Linked DNA regions of Sus scrofa: region 1 is linked to region 2. Evidence: chromatin contacts called from public HiChIP or PLAC-seq data. All regions are on one chromosome and are shown on one strand. Each heading gives the region's core, a stretch centred on a gene start, on an enhancer-like site or on the middle of the called end of the contact. The rest is flanking DNA. Distances are from core to core; before and after follow the strand shown.

Region 1 (4,954 bases), core at 1,906-4,405, 400 kb after region 2:
CTTTCCACATAGCCTGGTGCATGGCCCAGGCAATCTCTACTGACCCTTGTTCATGCATGTTCTAGAATTGATTCTTTGCCAGTGTGCCTTGGTTTTAGCTTGTTTTTATGGTTGTGAGGTTGTTTCCTGAGACAATATTTGGCAATCCCCTTGGGGTCTTCTGTTCCCAAATGGAAATTTTTCAATGTTTCCCTGAAGGGATATAGTCAGGGTCAGAAGCAGGCCTATAGCTATAAACAACTTGCTTTAAAGGGCTGAAATGATAGGTATATTAGACTTGTAAGAATATTCAAATGAAATGAGGTTTGGTTTTTTTTTTAATTGAATCTAAGACGATGCAGTAACTAGAGAGTACTGAGGTAGATGTTTGACTGGGCAGCAGGTGGAAATGGTTTAAACATGTGGAACACTTGAATTACATGAGAAGTGATTCATAAGAATGCGTGTTTGGGAGTTACCATCGTGGCTCAGCGGAAATGAATCTGACTAGTATCCATAAGGACACAGGTTTGATCCCTGGCCTAGCTCAGTGGTTTAAGGATCTGAGGTTGCCATGAGCTATGGTATAGGTCACAGACACGGCTCAGATCTGGCGTGGCTGTGGCGTAGGCTGGCAGCTGTAGCTCTGATTGGACCCCTAGCCTGGGAACTTCCATATGCTGTGGGAGCAGCCCTAGAAAAAGGCAAAAAGAAAAAAAAGAATGGGTATTTTAAAAATGTCTGAGTGAGTGCTTTCCTTTGCGGAGCCCTCTGAAACATCTGCCCCTGAGTGGCAGGTGTCAGTATGCACCCCCAAACTGAGTGTAGCAGTCTCCTCAAGCAGATCCACAAGGATGAGTTTCAGTTCCAGACTGGAAGCCAGCTGGCAGTGGACCCCAGGGCTTCTAGAGGCTCCCTCACCCCAACCACTACTCAGATACTTCGAGACTAAGAGAGGACATGAGTCTATTAGGAGTGGTCATGTCACCCTACTCTTCCCATTCCTCCTTTGTCAGCCCACTGAGGTTTGGGGCTAGTTTGGGATTCTAGGTGTATTAGCTTGCTAGGACTGCTGTAACCAGGGACCATAAACAGGGTCTGAACAGCAGAAGTTTATCATCGCTCTGTTCTGAAGACAAAGTCTGAAATCAGGTGTGGGCAGGGCCAGTTCCTTCTGAGAGCTGTGAGAATGAATCCAGCCAGTGCCTCTGCCCCAGCCTGGCGGTTTGCCGGCAGTCTTTGGTGTTGACTTGTAAAACATCACCCTCGTCTCCGCACGGGGTTCTCTCTGTGTGCGTGTCTGTGTCCAAATTTCCCCTTTGTATAAGGACACCAGTTATATTGGTTTTAGGGGCCTACCCTACTTCAGGGTGACCTTATCAAATCACACCCTCAATGACCCCACTTCCAATGAATGTCACATTCCGAAGTACTGAGAGTTAGGGCTAAAACACGGGAGTGGTTGGGGGAGACAGTTCAACACCCAACGCTAGGGTGGATAGAAATAACATCAGTGTGAATGTAATCATTCTTTTAGTTATTGTTGCAACCAATGTTTTGTTTTTTTTTTTTCCTCTTTCTTTTTTGGCTGCCCTGCGGCACATGGAGTTTCCCGGCCAGGGATCAGATCTGAGCCACAGTTGTGACCTCGCTGAAGCTGTAGCTACACTGGATCCTTGAACCCACTGTGCCGGACCAGGAAGTGAATCTGTGTCCTGGCGCTGCAGAGACACTGCCAATCCTGTTGCGCCGCAGTGGGAACTCCAACCAACTCTTTTTTTTTCATGGAAAATGACCAGAAAGAATCTTAGTGTTAAGGGGGAGATACCCGAGTCTGGCTCTAAAAGTTCAAGGTATAGCCCACTAGATATGGGTTAGTTTGTCTTGAGCAATGAATATGACTTCTCCCCTGGGGCTACTAACCTGAAGTCACTCATGGGAGCCTGCTGGCCAGGGCACCAGTGTGACTGTGCTTCTGGGAAGCTCTTTTTATTCTGTTATCTCATTTTGCCATCTTCTGAGCTTATGGCCTTGTTCTAGCCTAGGACCAAGTAGCTTCACTCTTTGCTGAGATGAATGCAAAAGCCTTGTAACCAGTTTGCCCACTTGGATTTGTTCCCAGCCTTTATATTATGTGGAGGAATTGTTTCACAATACAAATGTGATACAGTCAGCTCCTTGATTAAAACAACCTCAACGGCTGCTTGCTGCTCTTTCGATGAAATTAAAAATACCATATCCTACAGCGCTCTGAGTTCTCAGGACACATACCACCTGTATCCCATCCTCTAGTGCGTTAATTTAAAAACAATTGAATTGGCCACATTCCATTTCATAATAGGGGTGCCGAGCACTGATGTTCACTCTGTGAATATTCACCAAGCTCTATTGCTTGATTCATGGACTGGTCAGTACATGTAGTATATTTTGATGAAAAAACAAAACTTCAAAAAACTGAATAAGTTGCCCAAAATTCTGACAGTCTCTTGGTCATGATCTTCTTTATGACCTTTTAGATCACCTGACAATCACTACACATCTCCAATTTTTTTCTCTCCCTTGGAGGAGAAAGATGGAATTAACATTGGAGGTGGGATGGAGTTCCTGTCATGGCGAAGTGGAAACGAATCTGACTAGGAACCACGAGGTTGCGGGTTTGATCCCTGGCCTTGCTCAGTGGGTTAAGGATCCAGTGTTGCCGTGAGCTGTGGTGTAGGTCGCAGACGTGGCTCAGATCTGGCGTTGCTGTGGTTGTGGTGTAGTCCGGCAGCTGTAGCCCTGATTGGACCCCTAGCCTGGGAAAACTATATGTCGAGGTATGGCCCTAAAAAGACAAAAATACCCCAAAACAGTGGGGAGGGGGGGGAGTTCCCATTGTGGTGCAGTGGAAACAAGTCTGATTAGTATCGATGAGAATGCAGGTTTGATTCCTGGTCTCGCTCAGTGGGCCAGGGATCTGGCGTTGCTGTGAGCTGTGCTGTAGGTTGCAGATGTGGCTTGGATCCGGCGTTGCTGTGGCTGTGGTGTAGGCTGGCAGCTGTAGCTCTGATTCGACCCCTAGCCTGGGAACTTCCATATGCCAAGGGTGTGACCCTAAAAAAAAAAAAAAAAAAAAGCCAAACAAATAGGGGTGATTCAGCAAGTATGTCATGGTCACAAGACATATTATGCAAATTCTAAGAACACATCATAGTCCTACACTCTTTTTGAGCTCTTTTTGTCCAGAAATTATGCTGGCTTGCTCTTTCCTCTTGCTAACTAAGGATAAAGAGTCTGTTGCCTGTTGCATGTGCCTCCAGTGCCTAGAGATCAGGAGACAGGATTGGTGTCCATACTGTGCATTTTTCTGCTCTAGGGCTGTCATCTTTCCCCTCTAAAGCACGGGTCTTCCCAGCAGAGCTTGGGCAATGGTGGGGGGAGAGGGGCGGGGCTGTGGGCAGCTCCATGTCTGCCCCAAGAACATGGGACATCTGAAGAGCTGGGGCAACTAAAAGAAAGGAAGAGCTCTCTGCACATGGCTGGAAGCTTGGTTGGTGACATCTGAAGGTGCTTCCACAGGGCAATGACAAACCCTTCTCCTGGGCTCTGGTCCCTTGGGGTGCTGAAACTGTTCCCACTGTTCAACATAAGGAACTAAAGTAGTCCTAGCGAGGAGAATGACAATGACCCCCTACTCCGGCAGGCTCCTAGGACATCATGATTTTAAAATTGAGACATTTTTACCAAAGAGACTGCACTTCTGACTTTCTTTGGAAAATTGGGATGTTGAGCCTACTCTCCTGTTCTATTTAAAACAGCAGCACCCATGACTGCCAACTCTATGCCCAACAATTTCTATTTCCCATGCTAGGTTTTTGCTTCTTTTTCTATAGCTCTTGGCACCTTCTAACTTGCCATATAGTTCACTTATTCCGTTTATTTGTCTCTCTCCTTCCACTAGACTGTAAACTGCATAAGGGCAGGGATCTTTGTTTTACTCAGTGATACGTCCCCCACCCAGGCTATTGCAACCAACATTAAATAGTTACATGGATAAATGAATAATCCTGAGACCTACATTCCCAAATGGTAACTCTCACGTTTCCTGCTTGGGCCCCTGAAGGCATGTGCATTTGCCCTACACATCTGTCCCTACTGACCTGTACACCAGCCTCCCCTTCCCTTCCCTCTTACTCTTGCCATCCTGGCCTTGGCATATATAGTTCCCTCAGCTGGGGCACTCTTCCTGCATCTCTCTGCCTGGTTAACTCCAGATCAGCCTGTGCTCTCAGCTCGTGCTGTCCTTGGTCACTCTGCCTAGGTCCATTCCCCCAATCATGGAGCATCTAGAATAACTGCCCTTAATTAAACAAAACAAAACAAAAAACCTACTAGGGAAAATTTCTTCAATTCTATTTTTAAAGCCTTAAAAGCTTTTTCATCTGCGTGCAGAGCTGGACACCCTCTCCTTCAGCCTTGACCCTGAGCTCAGGCTACAGGTGCCACCTAGCTGTCAAAAGCCCCGCTCCTCTGGGTGATTCAGCCCTGGAAACCGGTTCTGCAGGGCCAGGCAGGTAGTGACCATGGACCAAGGTTCCTACTGACCCCCTTGGTCCTCTGTTTACACAGGACTTTTATAACCTTGGGGGCCTCTGCTTCGAATGCCATCTGTGTCAACACTGTGGGGGAGGGGGAGGGAGGGCGGGCTGGCTTCCCAGGGCATTCTGGCCATGTCACTCATCATCAGCTCAGGACCAGGTTGGACACTCTCTCCAACCAAAGAAGTGTGTGATCGAGGGCCCTTCCTGGAACCTGAGCACAGAAACGTGGAGTTTTTAAACAGAGGCTTCCGGAAAGTTTAACCCAAAGTGGGCATAGAGCATTCTAGACTGACAGTGTTGGAAAGCAGCTTCTCCTCCCTATCCAATTTTGAGCTCAGAAAATTGAGACTTGTAGTGGGGAATGGTGCATCCCAAGCCATGCAGCACGTGAGTCT
Region 2 (4,942 bases), core at 59-2,558:
GGTCCATGGCTGGGGTTCTGTAAGCTCATCTTGCCCTGGAGAAACAACCGAGTTTGTAAGTTAATGACAGTTTCTATGATAGCAATTTTAGCACATTCACAGTGTTATCAACAGCAGCAGTCTTAGTCATCTGACCAGTTGATGGCTATTTAGCACAGGATTGAGGTCAGAGGTGACAGCAAGGGAATGAAGTTTTGGATAGAGAAACTGATCATAAATTCAGATAAGGGAACTTGGTTTTAGGGGGGCTTGGTTTCACACTCACTCTCTGATGCCAATCCTACACCTACAAAGCCTGAAAAAACTGAAGACCAGCAAGAAGACTGCTCTGTGACTTGAAAACAAAGTATATGTAAGAAAAATCAGGAGTTTCCATCGTGGCTCAGTGGTTAAGAATCCGACTAGGAACTATGAGGTGGCAGGTTCGATCCCTGACCTCAACTCAGTGGGTTAAGGATCCAGCATTGCCGTGAGCTGTGGTGTAGGTCACAGATGCGGCTTGGATCTGGCATTGCTGTGGCTGTGGCCTAGGCCAGCAGCTACAGCTTGGATTAGACCCCAGCCTAGGAACCTCCATGTGCCAGGGGAATGGCCCTAGAAAAGGCAAAAAACAACAACAACAACAAAAAAGTATATGTAAGAAAAATCAGAGTGGAGAGTATCCCCCCTAACAGGGTTGAAGGACAAGTATATCTGAAAATACACAAGAAATACTCCTACTTTATTCTCAGGGAGTATATTAACTAGGGTGCATCAAGGCTATTAAAAAAAAGACCTCCAAGGAGATCCCACCATGGCTTAGCAGGTTAAGAATCTGACTCATATCCATGAGGATGCAGCTTCAATATCTGGCCTCGCTCAGTGGGTTAAGGATCTGGCGTTGCCCTGAGCTGTGGTGTAGGTTGCAGACGCAGCTCAGATGCTGTGTTGCTGTGGCTGTGGTGTAGGCCAGTGGCTGCAGCTCCAATTTGACCCCTAGCCTGGGAACTTTCATATGCTGTATGTACAGCCCTAAAAAGACCAAAAAAAAAAAAAAAAAAAAAAAGACCTCCAAATCTTTCAGCTTATAAAATAGTTTCTCTCCTATGAAACAGGTAATCTAGGGAAACTCTGGTCCAAAAGATCATCTAAAAGCAAGATGGCCAGTTACTCTGTCATCTTCAATATGTTCCTTCCATCTCTGAGTCCAAGGCCGCTGTTGTAGTCACACTGTTTCTGAGCTGGTAGGAAGAGGAAAAGAAAAGGTCTAGAACAAGCCACTTTGCCTTTAAGAACAGCCACATGTTCCTCTCAGCCCTCCCTTTTACATCCCAAGGCCCAGACCTGGTCATGTGACCACACCTAACTGCAAGGGAGGCTGGGAAATGTAGTCTATAGCTGATATTTTTGTGCCCAGCTAAAACACGTGGATTTTATTATTATAAAAAGAAAAAGGGGAAGAGTTCTCTTGTGGCACAATGGTTCAAGGATGCAGAGCTGTCACTACAGCAGTTTGGGTTGCTGCTGTGGCATGGGTTCAATCCCTGGCCCGGGAAATTACACATGCTTTGAGCATGGCCAAAAAAGAAAAGAGGGAGGTGGAAGAAATGGACACTGGGGAACAATTAGTGGTCTCTGCCCTAGGGAAGGCGGCCATAACAAAACACCATGGACTGGGCAGCTTAAACAACAGAAGTTATTTTCTCACAGTTCTAGAGGCTGGGAAGTTCAAGGCGAAGGGGCCAGTCCCTTTGGTTTCTGGTGAGGTCTGTCTCCGTGGCTTGCAGATGACCACCTTCTCACTATAGCCTCACGTGGTGGAGAGAGAACACTGGCATCTCCTTCTCTTCTTAGAAAGGCACCAGCCCTGTGGGATTAGGGCCCCACCCTTGTGCCCTCTTTACACCTTCACTGCCCCTTATAGGCCCATCTCCACATGCAGTCACACACGGGTTAGGGCGTCAGCATAGGAATTTGGAGAGGATACAATTCAGTACCTAGCACCCCATGTACTCATCTTCCTACCTGTTTCCGGAGCAAGCTGTGTGGCATTTTGTGGACCTCACTGAAACTGCCAAGCTGGGGCTCCCCCATACTCCTCCCTTCTCCCCCTGCATTTTCCCTCCTCTTACCATGATGGTGGAAACTCCTTCCTCAGAAGGACATTGTTAAGAGTATTGTCTGGTAGTCACAATACAAGCCATTCTAGAAAGAGGAAGAATCCTAGAGCTTCCAAGAGAAACACCCTCATGCCAAGCCATGAGGTGGCTCAGTGTGACCATTGAATGGACACATAGGATGCCCGTCAAGGATGCTCCCCAAAACACTTTTAGCTTCTGTTATTCTGTTGTTCATAATGAAAGTGATTTTTTTTTAGGGCTACAATTCTATATTCCCTCCAAATCAATTTAGCTTCTAACCACTGAACAGTCTGGCCCTTACCTATCCCTTCACTCCTTTTTTTTTTTTTTTTTTTTTGGACACTCCTGAATGTCCTACAAATCATTTATTTATTCAACAGGTATTTACCAGGCACCTACATATGCCAGGCACTGTACTAGTCCCTGGGGAAATGCAGAGACCATGACAGGCTGCTTTCATGGCACTTACAGTTAGAGGAAGGGGGCAGCTCTTAGTTAAATAATCATACAATTAAGGAGTTCCCATCATGACTCAGAAGAAACAAATCTGACTAGCATCCATGAGGATGCAGGTTCCATCCCTGGCCTCACTCAGTGGGCTAAGGATCTGGCGTTGCCATGAACTGTGGTATAGGTTACAGACTCAGCTCGGATCCTGAGTTGCTGTGGCTGTGGCGTAGGCCGGCAGCTACCTCTCAAATTCGACCCCTAGCTTGGGAACCTCCATGTGCTGTGGGTGCAGCCCTAAAGAGACAAGTACAATAAAATAAAGAGTAAATAATCACACAGTTAAACTTACAAGTCGTGTGGAGATGAGGCCTGAGAGCCTCTAATGAGAATACCAGGCCTTGGCAACTTGGCTGATGAGAAAAGATCTCAGTGGGATAGGAATGACCAGGGATGCGTAGGAGTAAATTAGGTGAATGTTAGAGAATATATGGACTTTCCATGCTGCATGTAGAAAACAGAAACACATTTACACAGCTTATTTCTTTTTAAACAACCAACTTGGTGACTTAAAATAATACTTTTTCTATCTCATAGCTTCTGTGGGTCAGGAGTCCCAGCATGGCTTAGCTCGGTCCTCTGCAAGGCTGCAATCAAGGCTGTGTTCTCACATGGAGGCCTGACTGGGGAAGGGTCCCTTCCAGGCTCCCTCAGGTTGTTGACAGAATTCATTTCCTAATGGCTGTAGGACTCACAGCTGCTTGCCTCTTCAAAGCCAACAACAGAGAGAGAGCGGCTCAAGCGAGATGGAGTCTTATGCAACTAAACATAACCACAAAAGTGACATTCTGTTACCTTTGCCATATTCTATTGTTTAGAAGCCAAGTCACAGTTCCCACTCACACTCAAAGATGTGAACACCAGGTGTTAGGGATTATGGGGGTCACCTTAAAGTCTATTCATCACAGAGAACAATCACGCAAAGGGAATAGCATGTGCAAAGGCCCTGTGATGGGAGAGAGCATAGTCCCATTTGAAGAATGGGAACACAGAAAGGGAGAGGGAAAAACACAGGAGATGGAGCCAGGATCCCAAGAGGCATAGGGAGCCATGGAAAAGAGGGTGGCAGTGCAATGCAATTATATCGCCAGCCAATGCTACCCCACATTCAGTGTGGATAGATGAATAACCCATGTAAATCTAGCCAGCAGCCCTGGGTGCAAGGAGTTGAATGAATCCCATGGGAGCTCCATGAGGTTTGCCCTTCTACACCCTTGAACCCCAGCAAGGTTTCTGGATGAACTAGTTGATGGAGACATGGAAGCCAGGTAGCTTGTCCAGAGCCTCTGTGGAGAATCAGATCCCTGGTCATCGAGTCAGAGTCTTCTAGCCTGAATTTGACAGCGCCCCCTCAATGATTGCAAGATTCTTGTTGAAAACCTCGGGCTCCACCAGGGCTCCAGAAACGGCAGAAGCTCCCGGGCAGAGCACCTCCTGACTCAACTTGGCGAGCACCCATTCTTGGCTGCCAACCTGTGTACACTGTGTGCCCTGCCTTTGGGCTGTGGCTGGCACAGGGTGTGGCACACCGTTCATTGTAGATGACAGTACATTTCCATTTCAAAGCTGCTCCCTCTGGTTGGAGCTCAAGCTGTCCACACTAGCACATGCCACCAGAGGTGCTGTGGCATTTAGTGTACTGCCCACTTTCACCGTGCAGACCATGGGTGACAGAGGAAGGGTTGTACCCATGAAAAATCTTCTACTAAATATTGGGATAGAGAGAGAAAGGCAGGAATTAAAGTAAATTACAGTAAATGAATTGTAGTAAATGGCCAGATAATAGCCTGGCTTAAGTGGAGGACTTACAATACCTAAGTAACTTTGAACAAACTGTGCTTTATTATCTCAAGTCTACAACTGCAGACCTTTGTTGGAATCCCCTGTCACGGCCTCTGAAGGAGGAAATATTGAAACTGAAGCATGGCCCCCGACAGATACCCTGCCCTCTAGCCTGCCCCTTTTCTCCCAGCCTCATGGCCCCTGGAATCTTCCTGGATTCATATTGGTGCCTAACCACCATTCCCATCGGCCAGACCTTGCCTGGACCTAACATTTAATCCTCAGAAGAGCACTCTGTGGGAGTTCCCTCAGTGGCGCAATGGGATCAGTGGCTTCTTGGGAATGCTAGGATGCAGATTCCATCCATGGCCTGGCACAGTGGGTTGAGGAACCGGCAATGCTGCAGCTTTGGCTTAGGTGGCAGCTACAGCTAGGATCTGATCCCTGGCTCTGGAACTCCATATGCCATAAAGCAGCCAAAAAAAAAAAAAAAAGAAAAAAAAAAAAAAATTTTTAAAGAGGCAAAAAAAAAA

Evidence for each region. HiChIP or PLAC-seq counts read pairs in DNA pulled down with a chosen protein or histone mark.
Region 1: a contact with region 2 is called in an H3K27ac HiChIP or PLAC-seq map of alveolar macrophages. The contact joins two enhancer-like sites.

What each region holds. Positions count from the first base shown.
Region 1 is chr14:73,710,541-73,715,494 of Sscrofa11.1, forward strand. The region is part of intron 1 of SGPL1 (sphingosine-1-phosphate lyase 1); the gene reads left to right. Among named protein-coding and RNA genes, the nearest start is that of SGPL1, 16 kb to the left of the region's middle. Within about 2 kb of position 3,156, at least 3 of the 83 cell types and tissues checked have an H3K27ac peak or open chromatin away from gene starts, as enhancers often do. A contact at or near this core is called in alveolar macrophages, where this site is marked.
Region 2 is chr14:73,309,578-73,314,519 of Sscrofa11.1, forward strand. No RefSeq gene overlaps it. Among named protein-coding and RNA genes, the nearest start is that of EIF4EBP2, 12 kb to the right of the region's middle. Within about 2 kb of position 1,309, at least 21 of the 83 cell types and tissues checked have an H3K27ac peak or open chromatin away from gene starts, as enhancers often do. A contact at or near this core is called in alveolar macrophages, where this site is marked.